2 separate regions of the Astyanax mexicanus genome follow, and region 1 is linked to region 2. The links are chromatin contacts, called in public Hi-C maps. All regions are on one chromosome and are shown on one strand. The core of a region is the stretch at or near the end of the contact, and the rest is flanking DNA. Distances in the headings are between cores, read along the strand shown.

Region 1 (4,983 bases), core at 361-2,860, 69 kb after region 2:
GACTTCTGTATATATTCTATGGTTAGAATTGCACTATAACATCACATATACAGTGCCAGTAAAAATGTAATTATTTATTTTTTATTTTTATTTTTGCATTGCATATTAAAAAAGTATTTCAAACTATCAAGCAAAAAATATGTAATTATTTGGTAAACAAAAAAGTGTTAAACAAACCAGAATATGTTTTATATTTTATATCCTTCTAAGTACACACCTCTTGCTTACATGACATGTTTGCATATCTTTGCATATCTTGGCTTTCAGTTAACAGCTGTGCTGAACTTGTCAAGAGTTAATTACCTGAATTTCTTGCCAGCCATTGTGTTGTGAAGAGATAGAGTTGATATATTTTCTAAAGGTTTGCATACATTCTGTAAATGAGGTCAAATGATTACACACTCACAAACTGCTCTGTGACTGACTCAGCATGTTTTGTATATCAGGACTATATCAAGACAAGTTAACGTGAAGAACGGAGTTCTGTAAGAAACTTTCCACATCTTTTAAAGGCTCTGTGACCATATTTTGTCATGGGCTCTTTTGGGTTAATGTAGTTTGTGTGAGAAATTGAAAAAATGAGACTGAATATAAAAAAACAACATTAATATTAGAATAAATGTACAAAATATACATTGTTATTTTAAAATGTTACCAATGATGCACTGTTCAGCCATGCTGGAAAGCATTTATGTTACAACTCAGTCAGTTCATACTGCAATGCAAACTTTGATGTGTCCAACTTCAGTTTCCAGCAACACTTTAATGCAGTATGAGACAATTACAGATTTGTTAGAAGCCTTTTTACATATAACAAGCTTTTTCAGAATCAGTATCACAAAGGCTAATATTGGGAGAATGCTCAGCAAATAATGTGCTGCACGACTCCAACACAAATCCAGATGTGCAGCTCTGACTTTCACTAAGAGCATTTGCTCATGGTTCTGCTTCACATCTGTACTTCTGCACGTCCTGTCTGTCCTACAGTGTGCAGGTTGGAGTACTCAGCACTGCTGATCTTCTGCAGAACAGCCTGGATTCACACACAGAGCAGCACGCACGGATCACAGAACAATAAACACAGCAGATCCATCTGACCAATAACAGCCCAGTGCACAGCACAGCAGCTCTCTCACGCCCTCTCTCTCTCTCCCTCTCTCTGTTTTTATTTACTTCTGATTCTATTCATTGTTTTTCGCTATTGTTTAATTACTGACTCTTCCTCCTTTTCTTTCTTATATTTATTTCTCTTTCTTTCTTTCTCGATCTCTTTTCACTCTCTCTTTTCTCCAATTTTACTCACTCTTTTGATCTTTTGATATTCTCATTAATACTTCTGTCTCACTTTATTATTATGATATTTACTCATTATGATTTACTTTCTCTCTCACTCTCTCTTTCATTCACTTTTCCTTCGCACTACTTTAATCCTTTACTCACTCATTTTCCTTCTCCCTATCTCTGTTCTCCCTCTTTCTCCTTTTTTTATTCACCTTTCAATTTTAATTTCACATTTTCCCAGCCACTTATTGTCTCTTTCTTTTTTGTCTTTCTCTTTTACTTACTCTCTCCATTCTTTCTTGTATGAGTTGTTTTTTCTCTCTTTCTTTCTGACTCCTGTCTGTCTCCAACTCTCTCCTTTCTTTCGCTTTCTCACTTTCCTCTCCTGTCATTAATTCTTTTTCCCTTTTTTCCCACTCACTCCTTCTCTCTTTTCACTTTGTTCTCACTGATTTCTCCTTTCTCCACTTTCACTTATTCCTTTGGTCTTTTCCTTTTTACCCATATCTCTCTCTCTCTGTCTCTCTCTCTCTCTCTCTTACATGCACATTCATTTTTTTTCTTTCTCTCACTCTGTCTTACATGCATATTCTCTCTCTCTCTCTCTCTCTCTCTCTCATACACATTAATTCTCTCTTACATCCAAAAACTTTATATATTTTTCTCTTTTTACATGCACAAACATTCTCTCTCATACATGTACATTTATTCTCTCTCTTCTCTCACATGCACAAAGTTTATCTGTTTCTCTTACATCCACAAACATTCTGTCCTTCTCTCCCTCTTACATGCACAAACTCTCTCTCTCCATTCCTCTTACTGACAGGCTCATTCTCTCTCTCTTTTTCTTACTCTCTTTCTCTCATATGCACAAACATTCTCTCCCTCCATCTCCCTCTTTCACACACTTCTCTCAGCTTTGCCCTCCTCTCCTGGTCTCTCTCTCTTTCTGACAGACACGTTGAGTTCGGCATGAGAAGCTGAGTGTCATGCAGAACCATGTGCTTGTGGTGTGTGTGTGTGTACGTCTAGGAAACGGCCGCCCTCCAAAGCTCCTGAAAGCTGCTTAGAGCCATGGCCCGGTCCACGACGGCCACACGTGGGAAACGTGCTCTTGCACACAGTCGCGAGCCCGGCCCACACACACACACTCCGCAGCGTGCAGCTCCTCACAGGGGGGCGGGGCCAGCGGACCAGCTGAGTGGCTCACACACAGCGGGGAGGTGTGTGTTCAGCCGGAGCCCCGCCCACTCAGATGGACTTCAGCACGTTTACTGAAGCAGCACACCTGTGCCCTCTCTGCACACACGCACACACACACACTCTCTCTCTCTTTCTGTTATGATCTTAGGTTTAGCTTATTTGCACTTCTATAAACACATATAAAAAGCGACCTCTGCATGCATGACTTTCATTACTGTAATATGATGAGCATTATGATTCAGTTCATTACTCTACACCTCTTTAATGATCTGTGTTCTTATGGTGGATTAAAACATGCTCAGTCAATATATAAAGGCTAAGTATATAGAAAGTACATACTATGATCCATGCATCTATTATGCTTTATGTATAAGTGTGATTACACATCTTTCATAATAAAAGCAATCACTGTGGTATTATGACAAGCATACTGCACTTTTATACATTTCTTTACATTTCACCTTTTCATTCATTGTTTCTTCTGAAATCAAATGTATTAAAAAAAAAAAAGATTTGATCCTGCACATGCTAGACTTTCTACTAGACTATGGAGCACTGCTGTGAGGATGTGATTGCATTCAGCAACAAGAGCTGAATTAACAAGGTCAGAATGTTGGGTGATCACCAACATTCATGTGTCCCCCAAAGTACTAGATGGAGCATTATCATTCCAGAAAACCCAATTCCACATTGATAGGTGATTTATTTCCCTCTATTCTGCAAAGAAGTGCAACTTAAAGTAGCCAAATGCATTCATTATTAGGGGTGTCAACACACATTAGAACATATAGTGTATCTTGTGTACATGCAAGATCATGTGCAGCCAATTAGTAGTCATTAAACTGTCTAATCTATTTCTAAAAGAAAATACTAGTCATAGTTTATTGTAAGTACACTGCATTCTATCTCTTCTCCTTATTACTTAATGATTATTCTCTTTTTACTGTCTCCTATGGAACAATAAATACATGAATAGTGGAACTACATATGCAATAAGGCATATCATCATATATCCATTATACATAGAGTATATGTCTCTTTAACCTTTATACTGTATGTCTGATACAGGATCTTTACAACTTTTAATGAAAGTCAATGCAAAAATATATGATTCCTAGTAATTTTGAAGCAGTTCTATTAAGCTATTTAGCACACAATCTTGATATGATACAAAGATCAAACACCAGATTCATACTATGTAAAAAACTGAACAATTAAAAAAAATGTTTTGCTTGACAGCTAATTCTGTTTTTTTTTAATCTAATGAATTACTACTGAATAATAATACAATTTATATATATATATATATATATATATATATATATATATATATATATATATATAATTTTATCATTTAAAGTTGTTTTGCATGTGCACACTTCCTGTTCCAAGGAAACATTAGTCATAATATGATACACGTTTATATTTCCTTAGTATTAAGTGCCTTTTTAATAAATGTTTTTTGCTCAAGACAAGCTCTCTAAAATCTCTAGCCTTTCAAAGTGACACTACTCAGAAAATGATGCGCTTGCCTTTTTATATAATTAAATACTGTTTTCTTGATTTTTTCACTCATTTAAAAAAGCAGTTCTCTGGTACTTGAACGTTCTGTGACATTGTGTGCTGAACTCGTGTGTGTGTGTGTTGATGAGGGGGGTGCTGACACATCTGGTCTAGATTACGTTACACAATGTTCTTTTATCCCTCAGCACTGGCTCACATTCCTCTACAAGTGCTTCACGTTTCACCTCACCATTCATCACTGTTGCCATCATCATCCTCCTCATCATCATCATCATCATCATCATCAGCGTGTTCATCCTCACCTATAGACCCCACTCCACCCACCCTGCGCTGCCTGGGTGAAGCTCTGCAGAGCGACCAGCCTCATGACGTGAGCACATTTTCAATTTTCAGCATGATGTAATGACCTGTTGTCCAGAGACTTAGTCAAAATTATTTCTGTCTGGAGAATCATCACTGCCTGCACTGCGCACACCATTCATACCAGCACACAAACAGACTATATATAAACTCATCTGACATCACCACATCACTGCTATTCCTGAATCTGTCATCATCATCCTCATCATCATCATCATCATCCTCATCCTCAGCTGAACAGATATGACATCATTCATCATACTGCACGTACACAGTCTAATAATAGATAGAACTCATTTATTTCTAAATTTGAGGCGCAAACCATTTATTATTTACCAGAAAAGTAATTAATAACAGAAAAACATCTTAGAACCAAGAACATTACCATAGAACTTATTAAACTCTACATAATTATCGCTTGATAATTATTTGTAGGAATTACTTAACAATTAAGCAAATACTAAAAAACTTACAAACTTCATAACTTCAGCTAAACTAATCTAAAAATAGGATGGGCTTATATTTTTTAGATCATTTGAGAACATGAAACTACATATAATAAAACTTCTTCATATAAAAAGGAAAAAAGTTTATAAATGTTAAAAAAAACCTCTA
Region 2 (4,728 bases), core at 257-2,756:
TTTATTGTTTTAAATACAACTAAATCAGAATAAAATACCCGGAAAAAAAACATATTTTGTCATTTGGTGTGCGTCCTTTCCCCGGTGACACTTACTTCCCTCAACAATTAGGGTCCTATCGTGCACCCAGTGTCTTAAAGCCAATGACAACTGTCACACTGGCACAACTGCTTGGTTTATTTCCAATTACACCCAAAACACACCAATGAATAATTAAGAGAATTAGCACACACCTTTTGAGCGGTTTGAGCTGCGCAGGGCATATTTTTTGCGCCCTCATGATACCAAAGACACAGTACACACCCCTAAATCAATCCATGCAAAGCGAAACTGACTGGTGTGCAATAGATAGCTAAAATAGGGCCCTTACTTTACCTAATTACTGTACTGAATTCTCCATTCTTTATCTATAGTAAAGAAACGAGCTAACTCTCTTCAACATTTACTGAACATTTTTACTATACATTTCTCTATGTATATTAACATTGATACTTTATTTCAGTGGTGTGCAGTAAGGCCCTTTTTACCCTTCAGAGAAGGGGTGACAATAGGTGCATGTAAAACTAAAATAAAAAACAGCAACTCATTTAAAGCATTAGTCTGTGTTTTTCAGTTGCTACAGGACTCTTATCTGACTGACAGCTGTTTTAACCAATCAAAGCTTTTTAAAATGGCTTCTGCCCCCACGTGTCTGCGTGGACCCTTTTTCTCATTTTGAAAAGGGTGTAGTAATGAGTATGTTAGAAAAGTCGCAGGACAATTCAACCAATCAGACTCATGATTTTCACTAAGGGGGCAGGGACATGACTGTAACCCCTTCTCGGGGCTCTGCTGAAGGGGCTACGCATTGCTTAGTGTTAAATGAAGCGCATGCTGGATTAGTTCAATAGTTATCTAACTATAATGGAGTTGCAATGGTAAATGAGACAAATATTGTGTCACTTCACATTAAAAAGCATTCTGAAACTAATTTACAATAACAGGCCGTCTGACTGGTGAGTTTTTGCGTGTACTTAATGTTTTGGCTGACCTGGCTTCTTGTAGGCATACAAACAAGTGATATTTGTTGGCTGGCTGTACTTGTAGGAAAATTAAGCATTGATTTTGTAGTTTGTAGCTGTATTTTTGTTCATGTGCATTAAACTCATATAACTAAGTCGAGACAGAGAATATGTAGTTGTAATATAAATAAATATATCTATGTGTAGGTCGGTGGGTGGAGGGGGAGGGGGGTTGCAGAATGGGGTACCCACTGTATTAACTGCACGCCAGTGCTTTATTTACTGAACTCTACACTATGCTCTCTCATCCCAAACCCTTCATTCCAATCCTCTTACATAGTATCATTTCCTCCATTGACTCTCAGTTTTGAGTCTGTAAATCCAGTGTGTTTTCCTCACCACTCTGACAGGTTTGACAGATTGTAACCACCATGGACTTCCAACAAAACACCTCAAACCTCAAGTTACCAAGGCTCCCTACAGCAACGACAACAACAACAGTGTCATAACCATAACTCTGTCCCACCGTAATGTGGAAACAAACAGTCAGGCGAGTTATGTGAGTTGCTAAGCTCTCCGGGCTGTAACAGGATGACTCAGGGGTGTGTGACGCCCACCTCCACAGGAGTGAATTACGATTGGTGCCGCCTGCCTCCCGCTGATGATGATATCAGTGTGGGTGGCCACAGAGGGAGGAGACTAAGTGCAGGCCCACTGAGCGATCATATAACAGCTGACTCACTCGGCACTGAGCTTGCAGGACTCTACCCAGGCACGGGTGACTCACTCAGAGTAGGACTCCATTTACAGTAGAGGGAAAAAAAAAAAACACACACACACACACGACTATGAACTGCGTACAAGCATTTATGAGTAATGAGTGGTGTGCTGTTGTGATGTTGCAGAGTCACTTTTTCTAACTTATAGTTATAATTTTAGATGCTTGATCTCGATGCTAAGTATTTAAATCCCATACAAAAGACTTAATCACTCCCATGCCTTTAAATATACTGATCATTCTCATCTGGAGCCCAGTATAATCACTGTGCTGATGCATGAAACACAAACACACACTGCTCTACTGAAATCTTTACACATACACACATATTACACAAAACTCAACTCTCTATACTCTATAATACTGGACTCTCTACACTCTATTAAACTATACTGAACTCTCTATACTCTATTATACTGAAGACTCTACACTCTATTAAACTATTATACTCTATTTATACTCTATTTGTTGTTATACTGAACTACCTATACTCTATTATACTGAAGAATCTACACTTTATTAAGCTACAATAACTCTCTATACTCTATTTTCTGTGTTATACTGAACTAAATATACTCTATTAAACTGAAGATTCCACACTTTATTATACAAATCTCACCATACTCTATTTTCTGTTATGCTGAACTCCCTATGCACTATTATACTGAAGCCTCCACACTCTTTTCCTTTATACTCTCTATACTCTATTTACTGTGTTGTACTGAACTTACTATACTCTAGTGCACTGAAGTCCCTATCGTCTTATACTAAGGTCCATATTGTCACTGTCCAATTTAAAATGTATCTCCCAAACAGCAACTTTACATGAGAAAGATAAAACTCCTTAAATTTTAATTAAATCAGTGTAGAATATATTTATTTTAGGTCAATTTAAGAACATTTGTATTGGTTGATTCATCAATATTTTATGACAATATAAGGAACGATTTGTGTGTTTAGATTATGTCTTAAACTGAAAATTTACCAAAAGGAAGATACTTGTTTTTCATTGGACAGTGATGATACATCATCTTATTACACTTAATTTTCTGTACTCTATTAAATTAAACACTCTATGATGTATTATATTGCCATGTCTTTTCTCTATTATAATTACATTAATGTTCTGCATTCATTATATCCAATTTCCTATATTTTGTTAATTATACTCAATGCTACTGTATTATATTGAACTCTTCATACTGTATAATTGTGTAGCCTCTATACTGTATACCATATACTGTACTAAATTCTCCATGCATTTGACATTAGGGCAGGATCTAGTGAATCAGTAGCTACTGAAAAAGTGATTGATGCTTCACAGCTATTGGATCCACCCTCTGACCCACCCACCCCTTTCACTCAGAGAACCACAGAATCATGCTGACTCAGAACAAACATGCTGGCTCACATGTTAGCAGCTGACTGCACTGTATCTCACACACCCTAATATACAAACTTTTAGCTTATCAAAACATTTTGCTTTATTTTGATGCCATTTAAGAGGATTAACCCAGTTCTGGCCAAATGGTTCAGCAGAATTTGTCTAAAGCACTTCGACAACATCAACAGTACCACAGACTGTACCACAATCTGAAGATTATACCCTAGTGTAGCAACACTGCTATACTGCTATACAACATCTGCTGTACTGTAATACTGTATCTACTGGGACTGGTATTTCAGAGGTGGTTGTGGATATTACACAGTAAAACAAAGCTCCAGTGTGGATGAAAATGTCAGTTTAAGAAATACGATAGTGGATTCTGTGGTACAGTGGTGAAACTTCCAGACTGGACTGAACAGTTCTGTATTTTTCCCTTTTTCCCCTCTTTCTTTCTTGCTGGCTGACTGGAAAAAAACCCAACAGGACCAAAACATGCTCAGCAACGTGAACATTCAGTACGAGATGAATCACAGCTCGCCTGGTCTGCCAAAAAAAGTACTTTGTGCAGTTTGTAGAAAGTCAGCTGCTGCTGTTTGGACTCCAGTAGTCCAGCCCACAGCTGAGTCCATGGAGATTAAGGCTTTTGGTTATTTTGTTAAATAATATCATATATAACAACTTCTTTAGAAATATTACATATTTCTCAATCAAGATTGAGATAATCAAGATTTGTGTTAATAAATTATGAATTATTATTTTTACAGTAATTTCTTGGCGAGTTATCAGCTACATTTATTAATCATTTTAAAATATGATGAATTTTCCTCCGTACGAATTTTATATAATATACAGATTTATCATGGTTGTAAATGATTTAAAAATATGTCAACAAAGTTCATCATTCTGGACATATGTAACTTTTTTATTGTGCACAATTCAATTCCATTTAGTCCAATCCAAGTGAAATCCAGTAGCTAGATGGATTAATGCTCTTAGAAAAAAAAAAAAAAAAAACACTGCTAATTCTGATATGTCAGCTAAAAGAATCACACACACTCGCTAACATCACACTGAGTGATGGGGGGTGGAAAGGGGTTATGATAACACTGTTCAGTAGTAGGATCATCTTAGAATTATTTTTCACATGTATCTTCAATAAAGACAACTATTTAAAATACCCACATAATCCCAAATCTGTAATTCTGTAACTCATTAAATGTAAGTGTTGCCATGCCTGTTGTACTTGAACTTTGCAAGTATTGTGGTTGGTGTGGAGCAGTGGATAACACCACTTCCTGCCAGTGAGCTGCTATGTGGGAGATTGTGGTTCTATTCCAGGTCTGGGTGACTGAATGCTGTGGCTCATCAAGACTCTAACACTACATTGGCCCACCTCTGTAATAGTAGGAATAATCAAAGTAGCTCTAGATATGAGCATCAGCTAAATGCTGTAAATGTAAATGTATTGCTTATTTGTTAGTAAATAAATAGTTTAAACATTGGAATGTCCAAAAAAACACTGTCCAATAAGTTGTAATGTGTTTTCTATGTATCTGGATAGA

What was found. A called contact is a pair of places that touch in the nucleus more often than the background predicts.
Region 1: a contact with region 2 is called in a Hi-C map of muscle, with 4 times the contacts expected there. The contact joins two enhancer-like sites. A contact is called at or near these places in 2 of 3 Hi-C or Micro-C datasets (both in muscle).

The regions. Positions count from the first base shown.
Region 1 is chr1:94,887,916-94,892,898 of AstMex3_surface, forward strand. No RefSeq gene overlaps it. Among protein-coding and RNA genes, the nearest start is that of LOC103047820, 19 kb to the right of the region's middle. Within about 2 kb of position 1,611, the one cell type or tissue checked has an H3K27ac peak away from gene starts, as active enhancers do.
Region 2 is chr1:94,818,810-94,823,537 of AstMex3_surface, forward strand. No RefSeq gene overlaps it. Among protein-coding and RNA genes, the nearest start is that of LOC103047820, 88 kb to the right of the region's middle. Within about 2 kb of position 1,507, the one cell type or tissue checked has an H3K27ac peak away from gene starts, as active enhancers do.